Linked DNA regions of Mus musculus: region 2 is linked to region 1. A link is a contact called in public Hi-C data. All regions are on one chromosome and are shown on one strand. Each heading gives the region's core, a stretch centred on a gene start, on an enhancer-like site or on the middle of the called end of the contact. The rest is flanking DNA. Distances are from core to core; before and after follow the strand shown.

Region 1 (5,849 bases), core at 1,205-3,704:
AGTCACAGGCTGCCCTGGGTGGAAGGGTCATGAGAGAATGACAGTGTGTGAGAGAGGAATGAGTTAGGGGTTCAGACAATGGGAACAAGTGACTAATGAGAACCAGGCAGGAGGCTCTGTGTTGTCTTTTCTGAGGTGTGACTCCCACAGAGGGTAATGTCCAAGAGGGAAGGTTGGGTACTTATAAGATACGGAATGTGCTCTTGTTTCTGCCAGCTGCACTTTCAAAAAAATAATAATAAGAAGAAAGAACAAAACAGCTTTGAATCAGAGGTAAGATGCCATGGCTAGTTCATGACAAAGTGAGGATTTGCAAAGTGAGGTTTAGGAAAAAGTAAAAAAATTCCTCCAGCTTGGCAAGAAGCTGTGGCCCTCAGCAAGCACCCCGTAAGGCTTTGTTCTGACTCTTGATTCCTACAGGAAACTCTAAAGAGAGTACTACCCGAATATCCTCCCAATTTGTCCTGTACTAACTTCATTCACTGGAAAAAAAATAACTTAGATAAATACAGAGACATTCCAAGGATGCAAAGCCGTGTTATGGGTGAGACGGTGGGGAGGGCAGATCTTCTGGAGTGACTTAAAAAAGGAGACACTTTAATCTACTTTCTTCCCTGTCCCCAGACATCTTAATGACACTGAGAAAAAAAAATGCAAGCATAACATGATTAGTGAATATTGAAGCTATGCGTAGGGATTCAAATGATTGGTATAACATAGCTTGTGCCACAGTTTTAAGAACAGCTTGTGTGATAGTCTGTGTCTAAAGAGAAAGCTTGAATAAAGTCCTTCAGGTCAAGGACAATCCCACGTGTGAACAGAAGATAACATGGTTCCTTAGCCATCCCCAACCTATGCAAGACCTCTGGACAAACAAGAAAAGGAGGCTCCCTCACATCTCTGAACCACCCACCAAATTAGGAATGCCAAGAAAGGCTGGGGGTGACACCCAGAGATGAGGCTGAAAGAAAAGGGGGGCCATAGGCTGGGTATCCCAGGGTATCCCAGGGGTATAGCATGCCTCAAAGGCTCTAAAACCGGTGTCAAATGCCTAGATTGAGAGGGAAAGAGAAAAGAGAGTAATAACTACCCTAAAAGTAAAGGTAGGGAAAACACTGAGAAAGGTTGAGAAAATATGAAATTGCATGATCTGAATTTGCATGTATGTGTTTTGAGAACATATATAGAACCATTTTAGAATGTTATCATTTCCAATGTTAGGATTTTAGAATTTAGCTTGAGGAACTAAGGGCCTCTCTAAGAAAAGGTATTACCAAGGGAAATGATGCTGAGTTTGCAGTAGAAGATTCTTCACTCAGTAGCCAAGGGGAGTTCTAAAAAAAGGCTTAGCAGAGCAGGACTATGGAGTGTGTACCAAGGAGAAGAGACCAATTTATAAGCTATTGAGGAAGTTAGAGGGAGAGGAATTTGATTATATAAATCCTCAAGGAAAAAGAGGTGAACAGGCTGGACAGTGGTGGGGCACACCTTTAATCCCAGCACTTGGGAAGCAGAGGCAGGAGGATTTCTGAGTTCGAGGCCAGCCTGGTCTACAGAGTGAGTTCCAGGACAGCCAGGGCTATATAGAGAAACCCTGTCTCAAAACAAACAAACAAACAAACAAAAAACAAACAAAAAAAAGAAAGAAAAAGAAAAAAAAAGAAAAAGAAAAGGTGAACAGGAGAACACTGGGGAGTCTTCAGTCTAGGTACATCTCTAAGGCAAGGCAGAAGCCTCACAGGCTAACACAACCCCAGGAGCAGGTTTGGGTAGGGGTTCAAATCCATACAGTTTTCAGTATAGTATAATGAAGAAGGTATTGATACAATTCCATATGAATATTCTAGTAGGCAACAAGGAATACGTCTAGAGGTAAATGTCAAAGAGAAGAGTGGAGCAAGGAAAGCCAGAATGTTCATAAGATGCCCTTGGACACAGAGGAAGGAGACTAGAAACAAGAAAGTTGAGACAGAGGTGCAAGCTTGAAAACCCAAGTATTGTACAAAAGCCCCAAGAGGTAACTCACTTTTCAAGTCTAGAGGGACTGAGGAAGACTAGAACCAAGAAGGCCCCAGTGGACTTGGTACTACCCAGGAGGGGATGGAGTCACTCAGAGTACTTTCACTCAACAACAATGGGGGCCTGAGCTGAAGACAGACATTCGAGACAGGAAAGGCCTTGATACCCTATGGAATCAGAGAGTCCTGTCCAACACTCAGCTAGCAGTCTGTCTACTGTAGCCATGATCATCACCTGGTAGCAGCTACCGACATAGTTTTGACTTAGGGGCGATACTGTTGCTTCTTCTGGTCCTTGGAGATAGTCAAGACTCTAGAAAATATTTCACAGCTGACGCACATACCTAGTGCGGGCACTTCTTTTACAGGTTCCTGTGAACAGTCCAAGCTTCCCTCACAGGGCTGATGCTCCTGACACAGCTGGCACCCAACTTCAGTATTTTATGCAAATGAAAAGTAATGCTGTTACACAGAGCCCTGGGGGCCTTGTGCAGATGAGGAAGTCAGATCAAAATGTGAACTTCGGAGTCAAACAAACGTATTTGAATCTTGGTTCCACCCTCTGTAAACTAAGCAAGCTCAACCAAATTTAATTAACATCTCTGAGACTCACAGAGTCCCGATTTATATAGGCACAGGATCAGTTACTGACAGTGAACTGAGTTTTAAAAAATGGAGATTTGGTTTCCTGAGACATAGAGTAGTCTGGAAAGTAATAAGATAATTATATGAAATATAAGATAATTATATGAAATGTTCAGAATCAATACGTTTCAGGTTATTACTATCTAAAAAAAATCTACCTATTTTTCTTAAAGCTTTCTTCTTCCAAACAGAATAAAGAACTGGAAGTTTGGTACTCTGTGTAATTATGAAACAGATATTTATAAAAATAAAATACTATCAAAATATCTAATAATTAGAATACTGCTATAAAATAAATACAATAAAGTTATTGCCACTTATTAAAATTATTACACCATCTGCCCTGTGATAAACCATGAGGCTTTCACAGTGATTGTTAAATTTTTTGGTTTGCAAAATAAATACTAGACTTGGGCTACAATATACCCATGAAATAAAAGTGATATGCTACACTTTAAAATTAAGGACAAGGAAATGAAAACACCTCAACAAAACTATAAATTACTTTAGACAGGTTTCTCATGAAGAAATGGAGGGGGGGGTCTCTCTATGCTGCACAACTCAAGGATGAGGAGTGAAGCAATCAAAGAACTATGAACATCCAGAAAAAGAGAAAACATTACAGAAAGATCAGTTATACCGTGGTTCCTCAGTTTATAATCGTCCCAATTAGTAGTAAAATATGTGACATTTCAACAGGAAGGGATTCCTGTGTCCTGGAGCATACGCGGCAAACAAGGCATTAAAGTCCAATAAGGGCAGAGGACAAAAGAACAGGGTCAGAGGAGCTGTCACGGATCCAGGTCATCCACAGAGCTGTTTGTGAAGCCATGCGTGGATGCCCAGGAGTCCAGCCTGCCAGCGTACAGAATGAATTGCCCAGAGCCTCAGCAGTCCATTTCCAGCCTGAGCTGAGACAGCAGTATCAATCACTAGCAGTAGGAAAGGGACTGGAGCGGTGACAGGCTCTTAGGCCAGGGAACTCTGCAGCACAAAGCAAGAACTGTTCCTTTTCTGGCAGCTCACTGTTGCGATCGATGCCTAAGCCAGCGAATGCGTGTGAGTCAGAGACTCTCATGCTCTGCAGTGACCCCAGCAGCCTCTCTTCCACTGACCATCATCTGGTTCTGGGCCTTGATGTGATTGGCTTATTTCTTTTATTAGGGTAATCTTTATGCCTGGTAAGAGTGGACATATTCAGAGCTGTCTGCCTCTCTGTCTCTCTGTCTCTCTCTCTGTGTCTCTCTCCCTGTCTCTCTCTCTCCTTCTCTATCTCTTTATTCTCACTCCCTCTCTCTGCAACTATACTGAACATCCTGGTAAACTGCAATGAGTTTTTAAACTGATTAAAGTCAGCTTCATAATTTAAAAAAAAAAAAGGTTCAAAGGATAATAGGAATTGCCTTATAAGAAATTTGCAGATGAAGATGGATATATTTTCTTCTCTACTCTACAAGCAAAAGCTTTTATTATGCCAGGGTATTTCACTCTGGCTCATGTCCACTGCTGTCATAATGGGTTTCTGTTATATAAAGAGGCAATCACTCAATGAGGGCTATTCTAAATCAGTTCCATTAGAGGGACAACTGGGGAACTCCAGGGATTTGGGGAAAGGTGGGAAAGGAGAGAGCCAAAAAGAAAACAAGACATCAACAACACAATCAAAAGAAACAGGAAGATACATAAATAAGTAAATGCGTCTTCTTGGTTTCTAGGCCGAGATGGAAGTGAGTCTTTCAAAGGATGACGAAGTTGGCCTTAGTGATGCACAGGCCAGAAACTTAAAATATGAGAAAAAGGTAGAGTCAAAATTATTTTAGTGATATTGTATATATATATAAATTCCACAATCCTCTGAAACAAATAGCCAACTTATACAAAAAAAGAATTATGCTGGGCATGGTGGCATAAACATTTAATCCCCACACATGGAGACGTAACCGATCCCTTTAAGTTCCAAATCAGCCTGAACCACAGAGCGAGTTTCAGGCCAGTTAGGGCCACAGAGTGAGAAGTGAGACCCTGTCTTACAAACTACAACGAAAACAAGAATAGAGGAAAGCCTGGAGTGGTTTAGCTAAGGTTACACACAAAATTCCAAAGCCACAGGTGACCAGGAGGTGGTAACTGAGACATAAAGAGACTGGAAACAGACATCTACGGTAAACCTGGGACAGAAAATCTAGTGCCCGGGCAACTGGGAGCACAGCTGAGAGCAAAGCCACTAGAAGACAAATAAACCTGAGCAACTAAGGAAAAGCCTTTCAGGCCACAATAGACCTAGTAGAAACGGGAGCAGAACTAATGTACAAACTGGACTCGTCTTGCAGCATAGGGAGAATTTCAAATTACCCATGGAGTCAACAGCTTAGCTTCTCAGAATACATGAGGTGGCCAGGAGATACAAAGCTGTTTTCCTGAGTCAAGAGAGACTCAAGAATTCAATCCATAGCCCAGAACCCAGTAACCCACGCAGGAAAGTCTTCTAGACAATGAAGCTCAGATTAACCAAACTCACTCTACCATCTATGTTTGTAGAGCCATAGCCTGGCAATGGTTTCTCTCTCTCTTTTTTTTTTTAATTGCATGAAATTAATAAAAAATAATATTTCTAAAGATTTATTTCTTTTTATAAATATGTGTATATGGTTTCAAAAGTTTATATGTTCCACATGCATGTAAGTGCCCAAGGAGCCAGGAGAAGGTGTTAGATCTCCTGGAACTGGAGTTACAGGTCATTGTGTGCCCAGTTCTCTGCAAGAACAGTAAGGGCTCTTCACGGCTGAGCCATCTCTCCATCCCCTGAAGGATAATGTTTTATGACATATAAAAAATTAAATTTGGCTTTCAGTGTCTATCAATAATTCTGCTAGAATGCCATCGCTCTCGCCTTCCTCCAGGAAATGGTATGCCTGCTTTTGAGCAATGATCATTAAGAAAGTGAAACTAGAAAGAAAGCCCAGCCACCAAAGCTTTTGACTATTGTTAAGTGTGCTTCCTGGGAAAACCGAACAACCCTCACTTCCCAGCAGACTCCCAAAGTCCTTTAAAGGAATCACATGCAGCAGGGCAAGCCAGTCATAACAACAGTGAGAGGCAGCCAACTCTCTTTCGTCAGTGACTGGTTTTGTGATTTCATCTGGAGAGCAGGTTTTTGCTTTGAATAACACGACAGTCTATTAAGTG
Region 2 (5,849 bases), core at 2,498-4,997, 110 kb before region 1:
TGCTCTCTGCAGTAGAGAGAGACAGAAACACTCATTTCCTGGGTAGCTGACGAGAACTAGGCATTAGTATAGGAAGCCTGTGATATCCTAACAAGGGCATGCGCCTCCATGAGCAGCTTAACCGTAGGTGCTGCTGCTGGCTGTGTTTCATGGGAGAGGACCTGTGCTAGCCACATAGGACGATGCTATGGAAACTGGTCTAGATGAGTCTGCTGCCAGGGGTGGGGTTTCACTTGAGTAACAATGCTGTACACAACCTTGCTCAGATAGCATAGGCAGTAGAAGAAAGTAAAAGTATTTTCTTGATGTGGATTAGTCATGCGTAGAGGATATAGTTTTGGTCAAATTATATAATTGTCTTTATCAGTTCGTACATGGAAGATAGGGCTTTGCCTTCTCACAGAATAAGACAATAACATACTTTCTACTAAACTACACAGAGTATGGCAAAACTATACACATCACTTAAATATATCAGCCCTTTCTTAGGTAATTATTCAGTGACTTGACAGAGGGAGCTATTCCTGCAGAAAGAAATCGCCAACAAAATAAATGCATTAAAACCATTTCCTGTCTTTCACCTTTTACCTACTTATATCTACAATGGTGCCTGGGTGATTTTCAGAAGCGTAGATAGTCCTAAAGGTTTCTAGAATCTACCAACATTAAAAGGATCTGCTCTCAAAGGGCTGCATATATTTTAGAGGGAAGACAGCTGAGGCCTATATGGTCTATACCAGTATGATCAAGCAGAAATGAAATTTATTCATTAGGTTCCAGAAAATAAATGTGAGCACCCTGTGCTCAATTATTACCTAGACATTTTCTTTAATCTTATATTATACTTGTTAATCTTAGTTTTATACTTAATTTCTAAAATTTTGTGTGTATAAGTCTGTTATAACCCTAAAAACAAATAGTGCATCAATTTTTCAAATCCCCAAGGGAAACTTTGGCTCATTTTATTTTGACTTGTTTCTTTGAGTCAGGTCTCACTATGTCCACAGGGCAGGTCTAGACCTCATTTTATATCCACTTTTAACCTTAAACTCTGTGTCCTTTTGCCCCAGCATCTTGAGTGCTGGGATTACAGGTGTGTGCTCCCATGCTCACCTGAGAGACTGTAATAGACACACTGATATGTAGATAAATGAAAGAGAGAGTTATCCTGAGCAAGTACTTAATAGCTCAAGTCAAACTCAGATGAGAAACATTATAAATTAAAGCCATTCTCATAATTACCAAGGTGTGAAAATGTCCTAGGTGGATGAACTACATATACTGAGGTGTTGGGATTCCCTTCGCTATACTCAGTTATTTAAATATTCGCTCCTCTGGTGGATAACGGATAGGTTTTCAGACACTTGATTAAAAATAGAGACCAGGGAGCAGGGTGGAAGCTAAGACCTGTAGGCCTCAGCAAAGACTGAAAAAAAAAAAAAATAACATATGAGAAAAACAGTAGCTGGCAAAGAGGAGGGCAGGATACCCTTAGCTGAGGCCAGCAGAACCCTGCCACTCATAGGAAGAGTTTTACAGTGTTTAAAGTGGCCCATGGTTCATTATAATATGGAATACATGAAGCTGTATATAGAACTACATGCAACAGAGAATGTGTGAAAAAAAATCAGGCAATGCAATAGGGACAGAAAGATCACATTCCATAACATACAACATCTCCATCCTCCATGAAGCCAGGCTACTCCTGCTCTGAGCTCTCTCTCCCCTGGCCTAATTCCTCTGCTGGAAGTCTCTGTCTCTGTCTGTCTGTCTGTCTGTCTGTCTCTCTCTCTCAAATAAATGGTCTTTACTTCAGCTGCATCAGCCTTGGCTCAGCTCTTTGTTCTGGTGCACAATGACCTAGACTCTCTCTGGGAGTGTCCACCAAACACTTACCTAAGCTGGTATCAAAACCATGTGCAACATTTTATTTAACTGAAGAGCTAATGCTAAAACATTCACAAGATGATCCTTCCTGAATCACTGGCAAAGCTAAATGGTGCATCTGTTTATTTGGTTAACACATATGTTTTTTACGTAATATCAATGACTCAGCAAAAATGGGAGGCGTAGACTTAATCGTAGCCTTGACACTGATCTCTACATTTGCACTCTAAGAAACAATGAGTGTCTTTCTTTAAGAGAAGTAGGGAAGTGCCCTAGTAATACAGAGAGTATGCCTGAACAGTGCCAGTGCTCTACTTAACCAAGAAGAAAAGGAGCAGCAGAGGTGACTGCCAACTGTGGCCTGCAGCCATTTTCATTTCCTAAATTGTCCATCTTCCTCCTGGACCTGAGATCTACTTACTGGTTATTTATTCTATAACACAAGTTCATATGTTTTTCGAGACTATTTCATTAACGCTACCTAAAGAATTATAGAATTTAGTGACATTTTTACAAAAGGTACTTCCCAGTTAAGATTTAGCTAATGGATGAATCACATTTTTTCAATTCTTCAAATATATTTTACCCTCCTTTAAATGTTTATTTTAAATATCTTTATTATTATAATAATATTTCAGAATATATTCTACCCAAGCAAAGAGGAAGCTATACATACTGAGCTACAGCAAGAACACAAAACTGCACAAGAAAATGGAGCAAAATTAACACTTCAAAACCAACTATGTGGTCAGAGGAAGTAGAGTAAACCTGAAGTACATATTGAGCATGTTTGTGCGGTGGTTCTGTGATTTCAATAGCTTGATAGCTTTGGCAAACAAAATGAAATGGATGTCAAAGCTATATTAAGAAAGTCTATGAAACCCAAGCCAAAAAGCTCCCAAAATCATAAAGCTCCATTGATATTCAATGGAGACCGTTAAAAATTATTAGAATATTTTCATAACACTTCTTCAGAATATAATCTTGAATACAGTTTTCTATACAAGCTTTAATGATATATATAAAATGTATATATATTTTATTCAACTTTTGACTGACATGTTTAAAATCAGTCGTTAGCTGCAATGTCAACAATATGCTTGCACAGAACACATGTTTAAATTTAAATCACATGAAATGTGAAAAAGCTGACATATTCACAGAGTGATTCATTATCCAGAATAATGTATTCATAAAACAAAACAAAAAAGAATTTCTTTTGGGATAAATCTTCTTCCTAGTTTAAAGTGAACAAGCTTTGCTGTGATGGATGTGGCTCTGTGAATTAGGGCTTTCCCACTCTTTGCCTCAAGCCTACCTTTCACGTCTTCATCCTCAATGGTGGTGTTTGAGCTCTCAGTTGACTCCTGTGCAGAGGGAAACACAGCTTTAAGCTTCACAAAACAGAGAGCTAGCTCTTATGACAAACTTGGCTGGTGATGCATACAGATCATGCAAACTTCTTCAGCAGGCTGTGTGCATATGCCGACATGCAAATGGACACATATGTCAAGTGACTTTCAACAGAAACAAGATGTCATATGCTGCAAACATTTCAAAGGGAGCACTCTGGTTGCCTAGTCACGGATGCAGGATAAATCCAGGTGATTTGTAGAAGCAGAAGAAGTATGTAGTTTATTTGAAGATGAATTGCATGAGTTCACATTACAGTGCCTCATACAGTGTGTTTTTAGGAGAAGTGGAATATTTCAGCAGAATAAATTTTAAATTTAAAATACATGTTTTTTTTTTCTTTCCCTAATGAACCTCAAAAGTAGCAAGTTTTTGCATTGGGCACTGTGTTGAGTATAGAATTTGCTATTTGTCTACCCTGCACCTGTGTGGAGAAAGGGCGCTCATTTCATCAGAAGCTGGGACTATCCAGCTGAGCCAGGCTGAGCACAGCTGTCACAAAGTTTCAGGTTTATCTTTAGGACACTGAGATCGTAAGGCATAGTATGTTTTCAAGGTCAGTTAGACTTATTTTCATTCATTCATTCTTTTTTTTTTTTCATTCTTTCTTAACTCAGAACGGGTTACAAAATCTCTTCCCACAAGGAAAAGACAAAAGATCATTGAGAGTCTGCAAATGAAGGTGGGGAGTAGCAAGCACATTCACAAGTGTACTGCTACTGCTGGAGGGGAGACACTTCCTACAGGAGCTTCATAAAGGCTTTTATTACACTTCAGTAATGAAACGCTTTCTAGTAAAGATATGTTGTAGTATTTGTAAGTACTCATTTTCCACTTGGAATGATTAAAGGCCAGAGCTGAAAATAACTGGGACCAACCTTCCAGTTAATAGCTGTATGTTCAGTGAATGGAAAACAGGGTTTGGAGGATAGTTTAAAAAAAATTCCAGTCAGTGTCCATTTATAGATTTGGTATTTTTAGAAAGCCATCTATTTATATGCATATATACCATATATAATATTTAAACCAAAGAGATAAACTAGCTAATGTCCAGAGTCTCCACACATACAAAACCAAAGGGGGAAAAACACCCATGCATTTCTTTAATGTGATGTAGCATTCAGACTTAATCTCAAAATGAAGGTTAATCCCATGCACTTAAAGAAAATGAATTCATATAAGCAATAAATAGCATGCAGCAACCCTTACAATTACGGCAGTGTCCACACCAGCTGCTATGCCTGGTCTTTCATTTGATAGTGCCATTAATGGGATTATTCTCATATGTGCTGGTCCTGACTACCTCAAATCTTTTGGGGACCTAGAACATCTCCAGTGTCATGACACTAATGTACACACCAGATGACGACACAAAACACTTCACATTTTCAACATGGGTCAACTAAATATTGATCCAGAGATGAAATATATTTCCTGATCCTTCAACGTTAATGATTAGAGTAAGGAAAAGACCTGTGACTTAATCAGTATCTTATCTGATGCATTTTCCTCCCTTAAATATGAAAATGAATGTATACCAAGTTATAAGCTAGACATAGAATATATAGAGAGCATATCTCCTTTTATCCTTCAGACATGTGAGTGTTGGTATGAACACAGTATACATATAACTTACAACAGGTAGAGCACATTAGTCTTCATTCAGCAACTTACTCAAATGTATGTTACTGTAATTCATATAGATTGACAGCAAACATATTTAACAAAAAGTGGAACTCCCCGATTCTCTTCAAATTCACTGCAAACAGCAACACCACCAGCGATATCATCAATAACAGGGAATTGAAAAACAAGCAACCAGAAACAACAACAAAACCACTGTGACAACAGAGGACAATGGAAAAGCTGAAAAGCAACAATGTGTTTTAGAAAAAAAAATATACCTACACACTTGTTATGTTTGAAGATGAGGAGGATGATAGCAAGAAATTCTGAAATTTCGTGCTGTATATGTTTATTGTATAACGCACAAACAGACATGGAGAATTAAAAGGAGCACACGGAGTAGCTTAAGATACACGGTCATCTCAACACAAAGACTTTGCAAGTGTTTACACAGACTCTTACTCTTTTTTTTTTTTAATATACTAAGGGATCATTGATCTCTCTCTCTCTTTCTCTCTCTCTCTCAGGGTATCATTCATTTTGATCTGAAAGAAGTCTATAGATAATTCTAGAAGAATTAGGCCTTAAAGAGCATGTGGTGAAAAGATGGCCATTTTTTTTCCTTCCCCACTTGAGATAATGACTGGGTTTTGCACAGGGCATTTGGTGAGTTGTGTAATCTTATCAGAGCAAATGGGGTTGCTTCTCTCTGAATACCTTGTTTCCGTCAGGGTTGTGGATTACAGTAGTTTGGGGCTCCTGAGTGAGAACAAAATAGAGAAAGAAACAGTTTGTTTTGGTAAGTACATTCTTACTAGTCTGTGGGACAGAGCAGAGAGGGCCAACAGACAAGACTAGTGACAAGAGCTAAAGCCAGGTAAGGGGCTGTCAACAGCTGACAGGATCTCTGTGGAGGCCTCTGT

What was found. A called contact is a pair of places that touch in the nucleus more often than the background predicts.
Region 2: a contact with region 1 is called in a Hi-C map of germinal center B cells, with 2.5 times the contacts expected there. The contact joins two enhancer-like sites. A contact is called at or near these places in 2 of 15 datasets of contacts at CTCF or cohesin (large pre-B cells and pro-B cells), 6 of 484 Hi-C or Micro-C datasets (the N1E-115 cell line, centrocytes, germinal center B cells and 2 more), 4 of 115 datasets of contacts at active chromatin or transcription factors (the 230-238 cell line, bone marrow-derived macrophages, pancreatic cancer cells and 1 more) and 2 of 9 other capture datasets (adipose tissue and liver).

Annotation. Positions count from the first base shown.
Region 1 is chr3:126,693,391-126,699,239 of GRCm38.p6, reverse strand. The region is part of intron 3 of Camk2d (calcium/calmodulin-dependent protein kinase II, delta); the gene reads right to left. Among named protein-coding and RNA genes, the nearest start is that of Gm15551, 27 kb to the right of the region's middle. Within about 2 kb of position 2,454, at least 201 of the 459 cell types and tissues checked have an H3K27ac peak or open chromatin away from gene starts, as enhancers often do. A contact at or near this core is called in centrocytes, germinal center B cells and pro-B cells, where this site is marked.
Region 2 is chr3:126,808,044-126,813,892 of GRCm38.p6, reverse strand. It overlaps Camk2d (calcium/calmodulin-dependent protein kinase II, delta), which reads right to left. Exons shown (of 21, transcript NM_001346635.1): 15 at 5,644-5,685; 16 at 3,206-3,254. Among named protein-coding and RNA genes, the nearest start is that of Gm15551, 140 kb to the right of the region's middle. Within about 2 kb of position 3,747, at least 26 of the 459 cell types and tissues checked have an H3K27ac peak or open chromatin away from gene starts, as enhancers often do. A contact at or near this core is called in centrocytes, germinal center B cells and pro-B cells, where this site is marked.